Linked DNA regions of Zea mays: region 2 is linked to region 1. A link is a contact called in public Hi-C data. All regions are on one chromosome and are shown on one strand. Each heading gives the region's core, a stretch centred on a gene start, on an enhancer-like site or on the middle of the called end of the contact. The rest is flanking DNA. Distances are from core to core; before and after follow the strand shown. Region 1 has its middle 57 kb from the start of LOC100216786. Region 2 holds the start of LOC100279786.

Evidence for each region. A called contact is a pair of places that touch in the nucleus more often than the background predicts.
Region 2: a contact with region 1 is called in a Hi-C map of tassel, with 2.2 times the contacts expected there. The contact joins the promoter of LOC100279786 here to the enhancer-like site in region 1. A contact is called at or near these places in 4 of 25 Hi-C or Micro-C datasets (ear, endosperm, leaf and 1 more).

The regions. Positions count from the first base shown.
Region 1 is chr2:166,092,134-166,099,620 of Zm-B73-REFERENCE-NAM-5.0, reverse strand. No RefSeq gene overlaps it. Among protein-coding and RNA genes, the nearest start is that of LOC100216786, 57 kb to the right of the region's middle. Within about 2 kb of position 4,915, at least 16 of the 20 cell types and tissues checked have an H3K27ac peak or open chromatin away from gene starts, as enhancers often do. A contact at or near this core is called in ear, endosperm, leaf and 1 more, where this site is marked.
Region 2 is chr2:166,268,680-166,276,166 of Zm-B73-REFERENCE-NAM-5.0, reverse strand. LOC100279786 reads right to left here and starts at 2,840. Exons shown (of 10, transcript NM_001384182.1): 1 at 2,520-2,840; 2 at 1,090-1,202; 3 at 113-373. The coding sequence starts at 2,676.

The sequences.
Region 1 (7,487 bases), core at 3,666-6,165:
GATGGTGAATGATCCACTTAAATTAGATAGAGTTAAATCTTGTTTACACAAGATTTTTGGGTGGTATACTTAGTAATTTAGATCACACTCAGTTAAACTAAGTGGTAAGTTCATTTTGGTGTTCCACCAAATTCTTGTTAAGTCTTAGTGAGAATTATCAAGATTTCAAGTTGGACTTATTGGGGCGAGGTTTATCTTTCCTTTCTTTCCCTTGATTTTCTTTATGTTTTTAGAGTGGGTTTGAACTACAAGTTATCTTAATAAATTTTCAAAAAATCTGTAAACATTACAGTGGCTTATTATTGGTGTATAATTCTCTGTCTCAAAAGTTGGGGTTCAAAAACTGAATAGTTTTCTATAGACAAAATTACCAAATTTTAGGGCAGAAGGGGTGGTTTGAACTACAACTACCATTTTATAGTGGGAAATTTTCTAATACTTATTTTTGCTGGCATTTAGATGTTATAACATGACTTGGCAAAATTTTCTAGCCATTAATACTTACCAGTTATTTTATTATGTTTTTCCCAAGTTTCTAGCCAAAGGGGTGCTTTCTACTACCACTATATTTGAAAGACATCAAACAACAGATTTCTGATTTTTCCTAGCTTCTATTTTTCACAAGAGCAATCATTCTGAAGTTTGGCATCCTTTTGCTTAAAAGAAGGGGTGGTAGGAATTCTTTGGATTAAATGACCTTTTTCATGAATATTTATAATAGGCATTATTGTGCATCCTTTAAATGGGTTTGCATTTTTTCTGGTGGCCTATCTCATTAGTGATCTAGCAAAATTTTATTTGCCCATTATTGCATCATTTGGGTTACTAGTAATTTATTCAAAATATGACTCATTATCATGTTCTATTTATCTACCCTACTTAAAATGATGGGCTGGGGTGTTTATTATTTTTGCAGTGGGGTTTTGGTGATCACAAGTTCACTGAATTTTTATTAATAACTTTGGGTCTGGTTTTATTGCTCTAATAATTGTTTTCTAGTTGGAATAATGCTAAATAAAACATTCCACTTTAAATCTGTTCTGGACTAGAGGTCTTTCTATTTTTCCTGGGTTCTTTGCTACTGAAGTAGACTAGGAAAAATAATTTCATCCACTGGTCACTAATTTCTAAGGTCTTTCTGATTTTCCTAAGTTTTGGGCAAAATGGCTTTTAATAGATATCCCCACTAAAATTTTCAATACTGGGGTTCTTACTATTTTTAAACAGTGTTTAAATGAGGTTTGAACATCTACAAATTTTCTCAAGTTCAGCACAGAAGCATAACTAATTTTCCTTAATTAAACAAGGTTTGGTCAGTTTCTGTATTTAATTCTAAACTCTAAAATTTAGAACAGAAAGCATGAGGTTTAGCATTTTTAATTGGTAGTCCATATTATTTACAATCCAGCAAAATTGGTTTGACAATTTTTGGTTAAGTATTCTTCAAATTATGAATTTTCTAAGTTCTATGTTCATTAAAACGATTTAAACAGAAATGATTAAATGGAAAACTACTTTGCAACGGGGTCCCTGGCGGGTGTTTTCAATTTTCCTTACAGATTAGTCCTCGGGCTACTATTCAAATGTGTCGCTGACAGTTCAGAAAACCCCCTGGATTCTTCTAATCCTAACCCGAGGTCCTTCCCCCAATTTAAACATTACCCGCGGTGGAAGAAAGGGCGGAGGGGCTTACCGGCGGCGAGACTGCTCTGGTGAGGTGACCGAGGGTGTAGGGGAGGTCCTGAGGATCATGGCGATGTGCGGGTCACCGTCGGGAATGGTCGGAGTCGGCCGGTCCATGTGCGCAGGCGGGGGAGCTCGTCGGCAGCGAGGAGTCCGGCCTATCCAGGGCACAATTGACCAATCAAATGGGTCAGAGAGCTTCACCAGGGATCAAGGAAGGGGTGTGCGCTAGGAATTGAAGAACGGCTCACCGGATTGCTCGGTCTACGCGCGCAGGCGGGCGACCGAAGTCCGGTGAGGGCGATCTTGGCCTTCCGGTGAAGTTCTGCCGGGTCCGAGGGCTGGGAAAGCTTCACAAGCTAATGGCGAAGCTAACCGAGCGACTGGTGCGGCTTGGAAGTGACTGGAGTGGGCTGGCCATGGTGGTCGAGGCTCTAGCGGCAATGGCGGGCGGAAAAGAGCTCGCCGGAGCTAAGGAGGGGTGTCTGGCCGGTGAAGGTGAGCACGAGGTGAGGTGAGGCACGTCCGAGGAGGCTTTATAGGCGCGAGCGGGCACGGCCGAGGGCGAGGGCGCGCGGCGGACTTGACCGAACGCTGGGGCGAGCGCGCGCGGGTTGGGCGAACGCCGGCGTGCCGACCAGGGTCGAACACGTGTGCACGTTCGTTCTGCCCAAGTTCTGGCACGTGTGGTCACTCATCCGAGCCTGCTCTCGCCTTGGTCAGTGCACAAAACCTCTTCTCCTCCCTACAAGCTACCGATCTTGTGTGGGGGTCATAGGATTTTGCCTACTGGTTTCAGAGATTTGGAGCCCGGAAATCCGGTCTGTCTCTCTGCTCAAACCTGAGGCAAATCCAAGGTTTTGTCGTGTCTAGGGATCGCGTCCCAATGCCATCTTCTGGCATGCAACAGAGGGGTTAGTGAGACACGTTTTTGTCAATGGGGTCATTAGGATTTGAGCTAGGGATCAAGGTGAACACGCTTGATCTTTGGCTCAAGGTCTGAAATTCAGAATTCTGAAATTCAGAATTCCCTATTGAGTCCCCACTTGAGAAGCTTGCTTGGGGTTTTATTTAAATTATTTTGGCCAAGCTTCCTCAATCTTTATTGTTGCTTATTAAATATACTTCAATGTTTATATTTGGCCCAAGCCATGATTCTACATTTTTCATACTCTTTTGCCTTATCTCTTAAATTTTGCTTTTAGAGCTCAATTAGGGTTGTTATTAGGGTTCCAACATTTTGCCCTTTTGAAAACTCATTTGTTTTTGAATCATGATGCTTTTAAGTTTAAACTTAGTGGATCCTTTATTCTTAAGTCAATTTGATGCTCATGCTCAATTTGGTTCACATAAGATGATGGTTCTTGGGTTAGCACTTGAGAGAAACCCTAGGTGACACTGGGGTGTCACAGATTGCATCATTACTAATCTAAGATATGAGAAGTTTGATTTGGTATATCATTAAGCCTAATAAAATATGTGTCACACCTGGATTTAAGAGCAAATCTAGATGCATCTCAAATGCGTGATAGGATCAAGTCTCACACATATGATGACTCATGGTATATAAATCAATGTCACATCTTTATTATATAATAGAAGTTATGTACAAAATAGATAAATAAATACATCACATGACGACAACGATCCCCGCAACCATAGCTGACTGGGAGACGACGGTCTAGACCTCTCCGAACTCTTCGCAGCATCCTTCATGATTCTTCAGCGGTACCTGCTCTTGACCTGGTGTGATTGTAGCAAGAGTGAGCTCCCATACGGTCATCGCTCATCAAGTGTGAGGAATAATGTGTGTGATCTCACTTACAGAGTTACGGTGGGGGCTCATGTGTAGTGTAAGGCTTACCAAGGAAAATGGTTATTGCTGAGCATTGCTTTTAATAAGTTGGTCAAAAATTTATTAGCAATTACTAAGTATAAGTAGATACCAATCCAATTAAATAATTGATCATAATGAATAATAAACCCCACAATGTAAATCAATGCATGTCAAGTTTTTAAGTTTAGTTCCATCATTTAATCATGTGAGAGTCTTGAGCCGCTCATAACCATGACCACGACTAATATAGTAGTTTTACACTCTGCAGAGGTTGTGCATCTTTACCCACAAGCTGTGTTACCCATTTGCCAAGGGGTCTCGACTCTCATTCATCTCTATCGAGGAGACGAGGCAAGATAGCACTATGAGGCCTTTACAAAGGTCCACTTGTATGAGGAAACTCGCTACGGATTCAGGCTGAGGGGGTATAGGAATCCCTCATCTAAAAAGGTATCACAGAAATATCGACCCGAGAACCTCCCTATACTTGTGCAACTCCTCCCCGCTTGCCCCTTTCAGGTAAGACTCTCACATACCAGCTTTCCTAATTAGTTGGGCAAGAGCATCCAATTCCACCCTTGTGGTAGCACCGTTGTCTCAGGTTAAGCTCCATGTTCCAATTAATAAAATGATCTTATCGGGTATCATAAATAATTCATACAGAATCAACAGTAGTAATAAGGCATGATCGTAATCATATATAGTATACACCCAAAACCAGATAGAGTAATAACAGATCTACCCAATAATGCATTTGTATGCAAGGTGTAGGGTAAACAAAACTAGGTAATCTATTAGGTCTCATCAATATAACCTAAGCATGCCACTGTGATTATCAAAATCATGAACATTATTAGGTCAAAGGATGTGATCAAGGACACAATTTGTCTTTTACTTGCGATAACATGTTGTTCAGATGCTTTCCCAAAAATTGGGCATCAAATTATTCATGAACTCACTTCTACTCGTAGCAAGACATGCAAATAAGCAAATAATGGATACAATAACATTACACCAAAACATAGAAATAAAATTGCATAGGAATATTCTACGTGTCGCTATGGGATTGTAGGTTCGAGAACCACTAAATTCGGAGTTAAAACGAAGGAGATATGATTTTTATAATTTATAAATTATTTTTTATATAAAATCAATTTCAGATATAAATATAATTTCTTCTGGATGGTGGTCACTATTTTTAACGAGTCTAGGGTCTGTTCCGTAAAAAATGTGGACCAAACTGTGATAGTATTTACATTGGAGCGGATTGCAGGTGAATTAAATAAAAACTCAGGGGCTCTTAATGAAGAATGCCACGACGAAAGGGTATGGGTCATTCCTGGCTGTTGGCTCAAAACTGACGGCCACAATTAAAACTTGGACATGCCGAACCAGTATGCGTACCAAGTCGTTGGATTTCTATCCAACCGTTGAAAACCAGCCACGCGGTCATAACATGAGGGCACTCTGATCCACCAGATCTCCATCTGACGGCCCCGATCTTAAACCATGAAACGATATCCGCCCTCTAATCTAGTATATCCATCACGCAATTGATGGCTCTCGCCCTAACTTTACCTCTGATGGCCAGGCACAGTGACGCCATTGGCATCCACGACGAAGATCCCGCCAGAGCAACACCTGATCGCCTCCCGGTGATCTACACGTCATTGGAGAACGCGCAAAACATAATTTAAGATCCCACTAACTAGATAGAGGGTGCCTCACCGTTGAATGATGCGACGACCGGTCTGGCCACGGCAGATTGCGGCCCCGTGGGCACGGTGATCACCGACGAGCAATTCTTTGGACTACGGTAGCCCACCATTTGCTCTGATGACGCGGCGACCTTCCTTTCGCCATGTTGAAGCTCCACGACCACTTCTTGGACTACGAACGATAGCGTCGGGGAAAATGACGTGGGCGGCAAACACTCTTGCTCGGCGGTGTTTTCTCCTCTCCCTCTGCTCGCGGTGGCGATGGCGTTCGACGCCCACGACCTTGGTTCATGCGGCTGTGCGTTGGGCAAGGGGTACGATGTTGGGTTTATGATGGGCGAAAGGAGAACGACGCCGAGATAAGGATTATGCCGACGCTGTGGAGTTTGTTCCGTTTCAATGGGACGGATGCGAAGTTAGTTTGATTGGGAAGAACGGTCTGACGAAATGAAGCCACGTGATAGTGGCACAAGCCTCGCGCACGAGGAGAGCAAGCTCGTCACAGTGGGAGCCCACATGACAGTAGCATGCGGTGTGGTTAAGGCTAACGTCGTGGAACCCGCCCGTCGGCACTCCTGCCAGGCAGGGCAGGCGAATTTTGGGCTGGCACGGGTGTGGGCTGTTTTGAAGGGGGTTGGGGCTGGGCTAGGATCTGGATTTTTTTTTCCTATTTTTAGATTACATTATTTCCTAATGCATTTTTTTTGATTCAAAGCTAAGCTTGTATCAGTAGTTCAGATATATGTGCACAAGAGAATACCATCATGATGCAAGTTTAATTATTCAATCAAACCCTTAGTTATTTAGATGCATACTTCATTATTAATTCACCCATTTGTAATTGAAAGGGAAATATGGTTAACCGTTTCCTACAATTAATTTTGGTGGTTGAATGTCCAACACAAATATATGGACTAACTAGTTTGCTCTAGAACTCATGTATTACAGGTGCATAAGGTTCAACACAAACCAATAAAAGATTCAAGTTATGGACTAAATTGAACCGGAGCGAAGACTTGAGTGTGCTGTGGTTTGGTGCACCAGACTGTTCGGTGTGCCACCGGACAGTGTCCGGTGCACCAGGACCGTACAAGGGTCAACCAGCCACTCTCGGGAAAACGCAAGCGCGCTCCGCTATAATTCACCGGACTGTCCAGTGAGTCAACGGGCAACGGCTATCCAGCGCGCAACGGTCGACTCTGACAGGAGCTACAGTGAGCAACAGTGTCGCGCAGAAGTCAGAGCAACGAGTCAGAGGGGGCACCGGACTGTCCGGTGCACAACCAGAATGTTCGGTGCCGCAAGAAGACAAATGCGCCAACGGTCAACTGCTCCAGAACCCTAACGGTTGGGTGATGTGGCGGCGCACCAGACACTGTGCTTGTCCGGTGGTCCGGTGCGCCCATCACCAGCAGACTCCCAACGTCTACCTTGGTGGTTGGGGGCTATAAATACCCCCCCAACCACCACAATTTCAAGCATCCAAGATTTTTGAAGATCACATTCAATACAAGAGCTCTAGCATTCACTCCTAGACACAACTCAAAAGATCAAAGCCTCTCCAAGTCCCAAATTCATCTCAAATACTTAGTGACTTGTGAGAAAGAGATTTTGTGTTCTTTTGAGCTCTTGCTTCTTGGATTGCCTTACTTATTTTCTTTTCTCTTATTCTCAAGTGCTTTGTAAGCGAGGCAAGAGACACCAATTGTGTGGTGGTCCTTGCGGGGTCTTAGTGACCCATGAGATTAAGGAAGAAGGCTCACTCGGTCTAAGTGACCGTTGAGAGAGGGAAAGGGTTGAAATAGACCCGGTCTTTGTGACCTCCTCAATGGGGACTAGGTTCTTTGGAATCGAACCTCGGTAAAACAAATCACGGTGTTCACTCGCCTTATTTCTTGGTTGATTTGTTTTCCCTCTCTTTCCGACTTGAATTTAACTCTAACGATAACCCCAGCTTGTAGTGTGTATTTTAAGTTATAAATTTCAGGTTTCGCCTATTCACCCCCCCCCCCCTCTAGGCGACTTTTAATTGGTATCAGAGCCCGGTGCTTCATTAGAGTCTAACAACTCGAAGTGATGTCGGGAGATCATGCCAAGAGGGAGATTGTGACTGGCGACAACTCCGCAAGCTCGGGGAGGACTCTCTCAAGGGAGTACGGCAACAAACACAAGGAGGAATCCTCTTCCTGCATCAAGTCGCATCGGAAAGGTGACAAGAAGAAGAAGATGAAAAAGGTGGTCTACTACGA
Region 2 (7,487 bases), core at 1,591-4,090, 180 kb before region 1:
GCAGGAAAACTAATAAATTCAGAAAGTCCATTCTTAAAATTCAGGTACTCCTAGGACCTAATGTGAGGCATGCACATTTTACGTAAAAACACAAAGAAGTAAATCAATTTACCTGTCCGTTTGGATCGCTAAGTTCAGAAACACGTGCTCCAGAAGCAAGATTATGAAGAATCAGGTCCCCCTTCATGCTGATCGATGCCAAATGTTCATCTTTGCAGTTATACATTACGCCAGTAATTGTGTCAGTGTGACCGCTTAGCCATTTGATACATCTCTTACGCTGCAAATCCCATATCCTAACAATATGGCCACTTCCACAGGAACAGAGATATCGAGAACCTTTGTTGCTAAAGCTGATAGAATAAATGCACTCCTAATAAGAAAGTATAGGTTGCCAGGATTAGCCATGGGCACAGGTTTACCAAATAAAGTTATAAAGGATTGAAATACCATCAGATGATTACTCAGTAATCCCATGAATGCACGCAGAGAGAGAGAGAGAGAGAGCAGTGCCATATGTTCAATTGCTCGTGTTAGATGCTGGGTAGGAAATTTCAAAGGAATCAAGCAGTACAGTGCAGCTTTTATTTATTAAAGTGGCTAAACATTTAAACAATAGCATATTAAATCTATATTAGGGTGTAAAAGAAAGAAACCCAATAAAACAAACAAACATATATAGAAAAAAGATGTCATTATAGTTGCCAATGTTGCTTTGTTGTCAATGCCAAGAACTCTAAAAAAACCAAAATTCAAATGGACTAAAACACAAAAACGTTAGTGCTAAAATGAACCAGATATTATTCGGGTTGATCGTTTCATTTTTGTACTCAAATAAAATGTCTAGGCATGTCATATGCATGTAATTAGTCCAAATTTAGCATGTTTGCCGTTAAAGGAAAAAGGTAAGAAATGAATAAGCAATATAGCAATGCCTATGAACAAAGATGTGAAATTTTCCGTCATGGCATTGCTAATAGATAAACAGGTAGCATTTTCAAAAAAATGCTAGATAAATCCCCAATAAGAGTGCACGTGCATGTTGTTAGGCATAATACATGAGCACATAATCATATTAATGTCTGATACCTCTATGTCATCACCACGGTCGACAGTTGATGTTGGTAGTTGTCCTACATTTTGACCCTTCTTATGCCACAATGAGATCTTTTTATCATCGCCAGCACTTGCTACAATAAGATCTGAGGTTAAGAGCAAATGATTGTTAGTGCCAGTGCTTCTATTTGCAGCTTTACAGTGCAATACAAGGAATCATTTTTTCAACATATTGAGGTTCTGTTTCAAGCATATAGAGGATAATGTCTTGTAAATATATTCAGTTAGGGAAACAATGGAACGCTAAATGTAACATAACAGATGTTACACTAAAAAAAGAAAACAAAAACTGTTTCTTAGCGTTTACTTGTGAAACATAGAAAAAAATATATTAATAAAAGTACTCTATCATTCACTGCAAGAAAGAAATGGATATCCTGTCCTTCACCATAGCATGTCACTAGTTTTGGTTGATGCATGTGTAAGCATGTAAATACAAATAAATAACATGATCGAAAGGCTAGAAGTTGACATTTTAGCCTGATTGCTCTAGGATATATTGCAAATAACTCCAACCATTTGCACGAAGGTAACCAAAACTAACATCTGTGGTATGATAGTTTTTCTAAGGAACATAAATTGTATGGTTTGTTTGGTGAAGCTACAACTTCAACTTCAGACCAATAGATGTGTAAGTTTGTTACTTCGATAGATACTGCTGTGTGAGATCATAGAATTGCATTGTAAAGTAAAAACATAAAGCCAATAGAATGTGCACAGCAGTGCAGAATAAAATGTCAGAAAGTGTAAGCACAGTACAAAAGTGCTTGCCAGCTCAATCTCCAACAGACAATCAATACTCTGCATAGTTCCTCTGAATATTAAACTGCAAAAATGCACTATCATGTAGTTCTCAGAAACAAATTTAAGCAGTAGAAGCAGTGGTGCATTCGATTTTGTTGAAATTGGTTTTCTTTTTGGGAAAAAAACTCTGATTTACTAATAGAAAAAAAATACCAGTAACAGAGATAGGACATGCATAACCTCAGTAGCCCCAAATGGCATCCTGATTGTAGACAGTGCATCAGCGTCTATGGAGTAAGATAAAGCTCATCAACTAATCAGTGCAAAATTCAGATCAAGAGCATCAACAGGCTGATGGCTCAGGGCATGGTCTTACACTACCTACCAGCATAACCACTGCACTAAATGGGTACTATAAAATCTCAAAATTGCAACCGCCCCACTTTGCAATTCCGCCGCAATATGGGAACGGCAGTCCCCTGATCCAACCATAATGTAGCAACCGACAATAAGCGATCTCAACGAGGATTCAAGTGTTGGATCGAACCATCAAATGCTAACACGTACGGAGCTCGCAGCTACAGATCCTCGCGTTACGAAGCAAAGCGACCGAATTCAGGGGATCTGACTATCTGAGAGCACGGGTAGGGGGCACTCACTGGTGTGGTTCCACTTGACGGCGTTGACGGGGTGCGCGGGCGCGGGGGTGTAGGCGAGGACGCAGGGGTCGCCGGTCTCCACCGTGACGTCGAAAAGCTTAACCGTGTCGCCGCCGCACGTCGCCAGCAGCGGCGCCGCCGGATCCACGAACCCCATCGCGCCACTGACGGAGGGAGCTCGAGGATTTGGGGCTGGAGACAGCGACTGGGTGGGGTTTGATCGTTTGGAAGTCCGGCGGCGGAGGTGGGGCAGGAGCAGATTTGAAAAATGAAATGGGGTTTGGAGAGTTTTTTTGTTGGGTTCGGACCCTTGTGACTTTGGGAGTGGAAGTGGCTATTGACATTGGGAGAGGAAGACGAGAGCGGACGCGGGACCACCTAGGGGCCCGGCCGGCTGGCTGCCACAGTGGGCCCTATCTGTTCGTGCCCTTTTCTTGTACTGGACGCTTGTTCCGGACAGCAGACAAATTAAACTAGTAACAGAGACAATTAAGATTATACCATTAGTTGGTTTTACAATTATAATTTTAGCCCGTTTTTCAGTGATTTTATCCATCTAATTTAAAAACGAAGGTACTGTTTGACCCACGCTCAACGTCGTTAGTTAAAATCAGAATTATTGATTAAAAATGAAAAATATGAAAAGAAATGATTGAAAGGTCCAAACCACCAGCCGCCTCCTATTTTGTACGGGTGCAACCCAACAAGAATAGAATCACAATTACATGATATAGCGAGAGACAAAATCATAATAGATTGCATAGGTATTTTTGTCTTTTTCATCAGATTTAACATTACGTAATGACGCAAGCAGGGTTTTGTTTTTAAAATAGAGGGGTAAAATAAAAAAGTTGAAAAATGAGGCATAAAATCACAATTGAAAGCTAGAATGGTGAAAGCATCTAGGCCCCTGGTTGGTTTTAGTGATTAATGATAACGTAATATTATATGTGACTAACGTGTGTTTTGCAGAGACAAATGGTAAGTTAGGTCGCATGACAGGTAGAAGTACTACAATGTGAAAACAATCCCGGAGATAAGAACTCGAAGCGACGGCTAAAACGACGAAACAAAAGGTGAAGGTCTACAGAGTCCGAGTGTCAAGGAGATGTGGACACTCGCGGTTTAGTTAGGTCTTTTATTCTCTTTTAGCCGTACTATAAAGAGGGGTTGTCGATGAGTAGTTTGACCAAGAGAGTTCTAGTGTAGTGTTGGTGCACAATCACACTCACATACAATGCTAGGTGTCACTCTAGAACTCACACACAAGTTAGAACGAAAACCGATTTGAAAATCAGTTGAAAATCAAGAGTTAGGGTTTCTGGCCCTGGGGCACCGGACTGTCCGGTGTGCACCGGACTGTCCGGTGTGCACCGGACTGTCCGGTGTGCACCGGACTGTCCGGTGCACCCTCTGCCACGTGGGGCCAGGCTGGTCCAGTGGAGAGGCATTCCCTCCGCAGAAACCCGAGAGCGCCTGTTTCAGAGTTGAATTTTAGTGGCGCACCGGACATCGCACCGGACTGTCCGGTGTACCATGAGTCCAACGGCTAGCTGTCAGAACTAGCCGTTGGAATCGACCGTTGGCGCACCGGTGGCGCACCGGACTGTCCGGTGCGCCAGTGCGCAGAAAGTTGCCTGTAACGGCTAGTTGGTGGGTGAGGGCTATTTATACCCCTTCCACCCACCATATTCAATGTCTTGCACTCCACATTTATTCCAGCACATTGCTAGAGCATTGCAAGCACCAAAAGCCTAGTGAGGAGATTAGAGAATCTTAATTCGTGTTTTGTTCCTCATTAGCCTAGCGAGAGCCACCTAGAGCACACACCACTTGCATTAGGCTTCTCTTGGTCAAGCGAAAGTCTATGGCTTGTTACTCTTGGTGATCGGCATCACCTAGACGGCTTGGTGGCGTTGGGAGCTCGGTGATCACCGTGAAGATCTTGTTGGTGACCCGACTCAAGTTTGTAAGCGGTCTCGAGGGATCCACCGCGCCGGAGTGGCAAAGGATCATCTCGTAGTGAGCACTTGGTTCTTGCGAGGACCAAGGGGGAGCGATACCCTTTCGCGGGTGCTCCAACGAGGACTAGTGGAGAGTGCCGACTCTTCGATACCTCGGGAAAAATTGGAGGAGTCTTCTAAACTTTGCTTTACATTCCGCACTTAATTCAAGCACTTTACATTGTGTATTTGTTTAGCAAGTATTTGAAGTATTGTCTTAGCATTGTTGCATTTCTAGTATTATATTCTTAGTGCTAGTTGTTGGGGTGAAGTTGGGCTCTTGCTTAGCTCTTGCTTAGTCTTTAATTAGTGTTGATTTTTAGAAAAACTCAATTCACCCCCCCCTCTTGGGCATCGTGATCCTTTCAATTGGTATCGGAGCCTTGTTGCTCATAGATTAGCTTAATCGCTAGAGTTACGATGTCCGGTGGGGATGGACCTCCTCCCGTTTTTGATGGTGACGATTTTCCTTATTGGAAAATTCGTATGGAAGCATACTTAGAGGCTATAGACATTGGTGTCTATAAAGCCGCCACACAAGGATTCCCCGAACGTAGAGATCCCACAAATCTTGTAGGTGATGAGTTCAATTATGAGAAATGGAATGCTAAGGCCAAAAACACCCTTTTTAGAGGCCTTTGCAAAGATGTGTTCAATAGAGTAAGAAATCATAAAAATGCTCATGATTTGTGGATGGACATTTGTGCTCTACACGAAGGAACTAGAAGTGAACGTGAGGAAAGATATCACATAGCCATGAGAAAGTTAAATTCTTTTGAAATGCTTACTAATGAAAATGCAAATGCTATGTACTCACGTCTCAATATTCTTGTAGAGGAAGTTAATGGATTGGGGCTTACTCAAATCTCACAACCGGATGTTGTGAGGAAGATTCTCAGTGTCCTCCCAATAGACAAATATGGACACATTGTCACTGTGCTACATCAAATGGATCTTTCAGTTACCACACCTACACAAATTTTTGGAAAGATCAATGCCCATGAAATGTACATGCACATCAACGACAAAGAAGAATCATCTTCCAAAAGAAAGGATTTGGCTCTCAAAGCAAATCATGAAAGAAAAGGAAAAGCAAAAATACAAGTTGAGGAAGAATCCTCAAGTGATGATGACCTTGATGCAAACATTGCCTTGATGGTAAGGAAGACCACCAAGATGCTGAAGAAGCTAAATAGAGAAGGAATCAAATTTGATTCAAGGAAGAAGAAATTCTTTTCCAACAAAAGAAAGCCCATTTCTGAGATGGACTGCTACAACTGTGGTGAGCTCGGTCATCTTGCTCATCAATGCAACAAGCCCAAGAAGAATAAGTTCAAGGGCAAGAAAGAAGATGACAGCGATGATGAAAAGAAGGAAAAGAAATTCTTCAAGAGGAAGGATGGGAAGCAAAAGAGGTTCCACAAGAAGAAGAATGGAAAGGCATATATTGTTGGCGACTGGCTCACCGACATCGAATCATCAAGTGGGTCTTCTTCAAGTGAAGAAGAGGATGATGAAAAAGTTGCCGCCATCACCGGGGACTTCTCTTCACCACCACCATCACCATCATCAATTCCTCACCTATGCCTCATGGCTAGGGGTGAACGGAAGGTACAAAATGATATCAATATTGCTGATGATAGTGATAGTGATAGTGATAGTGATGAGAAATTTGCTTCACCTTCATATGATGAGTTAGCTGACTTGCTTAAAGAATATACTCAAATCATTAGAAAGTCAAAAGCTAAATGTGATAGGTTGAAAAATGAAAATGAATCTTTAAATGCCAAATATGACATAGTTATAAAGGCTAGTGATGAAATAAAAAAAGAGAATAAAACTATGTCATCAACTATAAATGAGCTCACAAACTCCCTAAAAGATGCTAAGGAAAAATATGACAAATTAAATGAAGCTAATAGGGAGTTGCAAAATAGACTAGTAAAGATCAAGGAAGACTATACTCAAATTAAATTTGATCATGACAATCTTCTTGTTGAAAATGAACTTTTATCTTGCAAAACACATGAGGCTATTAACCCTGTTGTTAAGTTTGATGTAGCAACCTCATGTGATGATTTGAGTCAAGAAGAGCAAACTAGTCTACATGCTGAATTGACTGAAAAAGTTGAAGTCCTGACTTTAGACAACCAAAAATTGAAGAATTACTTGACTGATGCAACTACTAGAGGAAAGGTTGCTATTGAGAACAATGATTTCAACAATGAGTTGGCAGTGGATAATCAAAGGCTTAAAAATGAGGTCAAGAAACTAAAAAGTAAAAATGAACATCTTGCAACAAGTGTGCAAAAGTTCAACAAGGGTCAATACCTCCAAAATGAGCTGCTTATGAACACTGTTATGAAAAACAACAAGAGTGGTATTGGATACAATGCTTTTGTGCAAAAGAAAGCTACCACTCAATACAAGCCGAAGCAGACTCACAAGCCTATCAAATGCTTTGAGTGTGGAAATGAAGGTCATTTTGCCCACAACTGCAAAGTCAAACCACCAACTCCCTTGCCTAAGCACTCAAGACCATTTGCTTTCAATGCTCATTATGTTCTAAGAAAGGTTGAAAATGGAAAGGTTAAAGTTACATTCCTAGGTCCACCAAACAAAAGTAGACCTAGACAAATCTGGGTGGCAAAGTCCTTAATTGAGAGAGTCACTGGTCCTATGCAATATAGGGCCCTCAAAACTCAAGCTTGAATTGTCTGTGGATGTAGGTGAACTACAAGACCGGTGGGAGCCATTGGGTTATTGACAGTGGATGCACACAACATATGACAGGCAACCCACGGATGTTCACCTCACTGGATGAGAATGTTGATGGTCAAGATAAAATCACATTTGGAGACAATTCAAAAGGAAAAGTGCAAGGACTTGGCAAGGTGGCAATCTCAAATAATTTATCAATATCAAATGTTCTCTTAGTTGCACCTTTGAGCTTCAATTTATTATC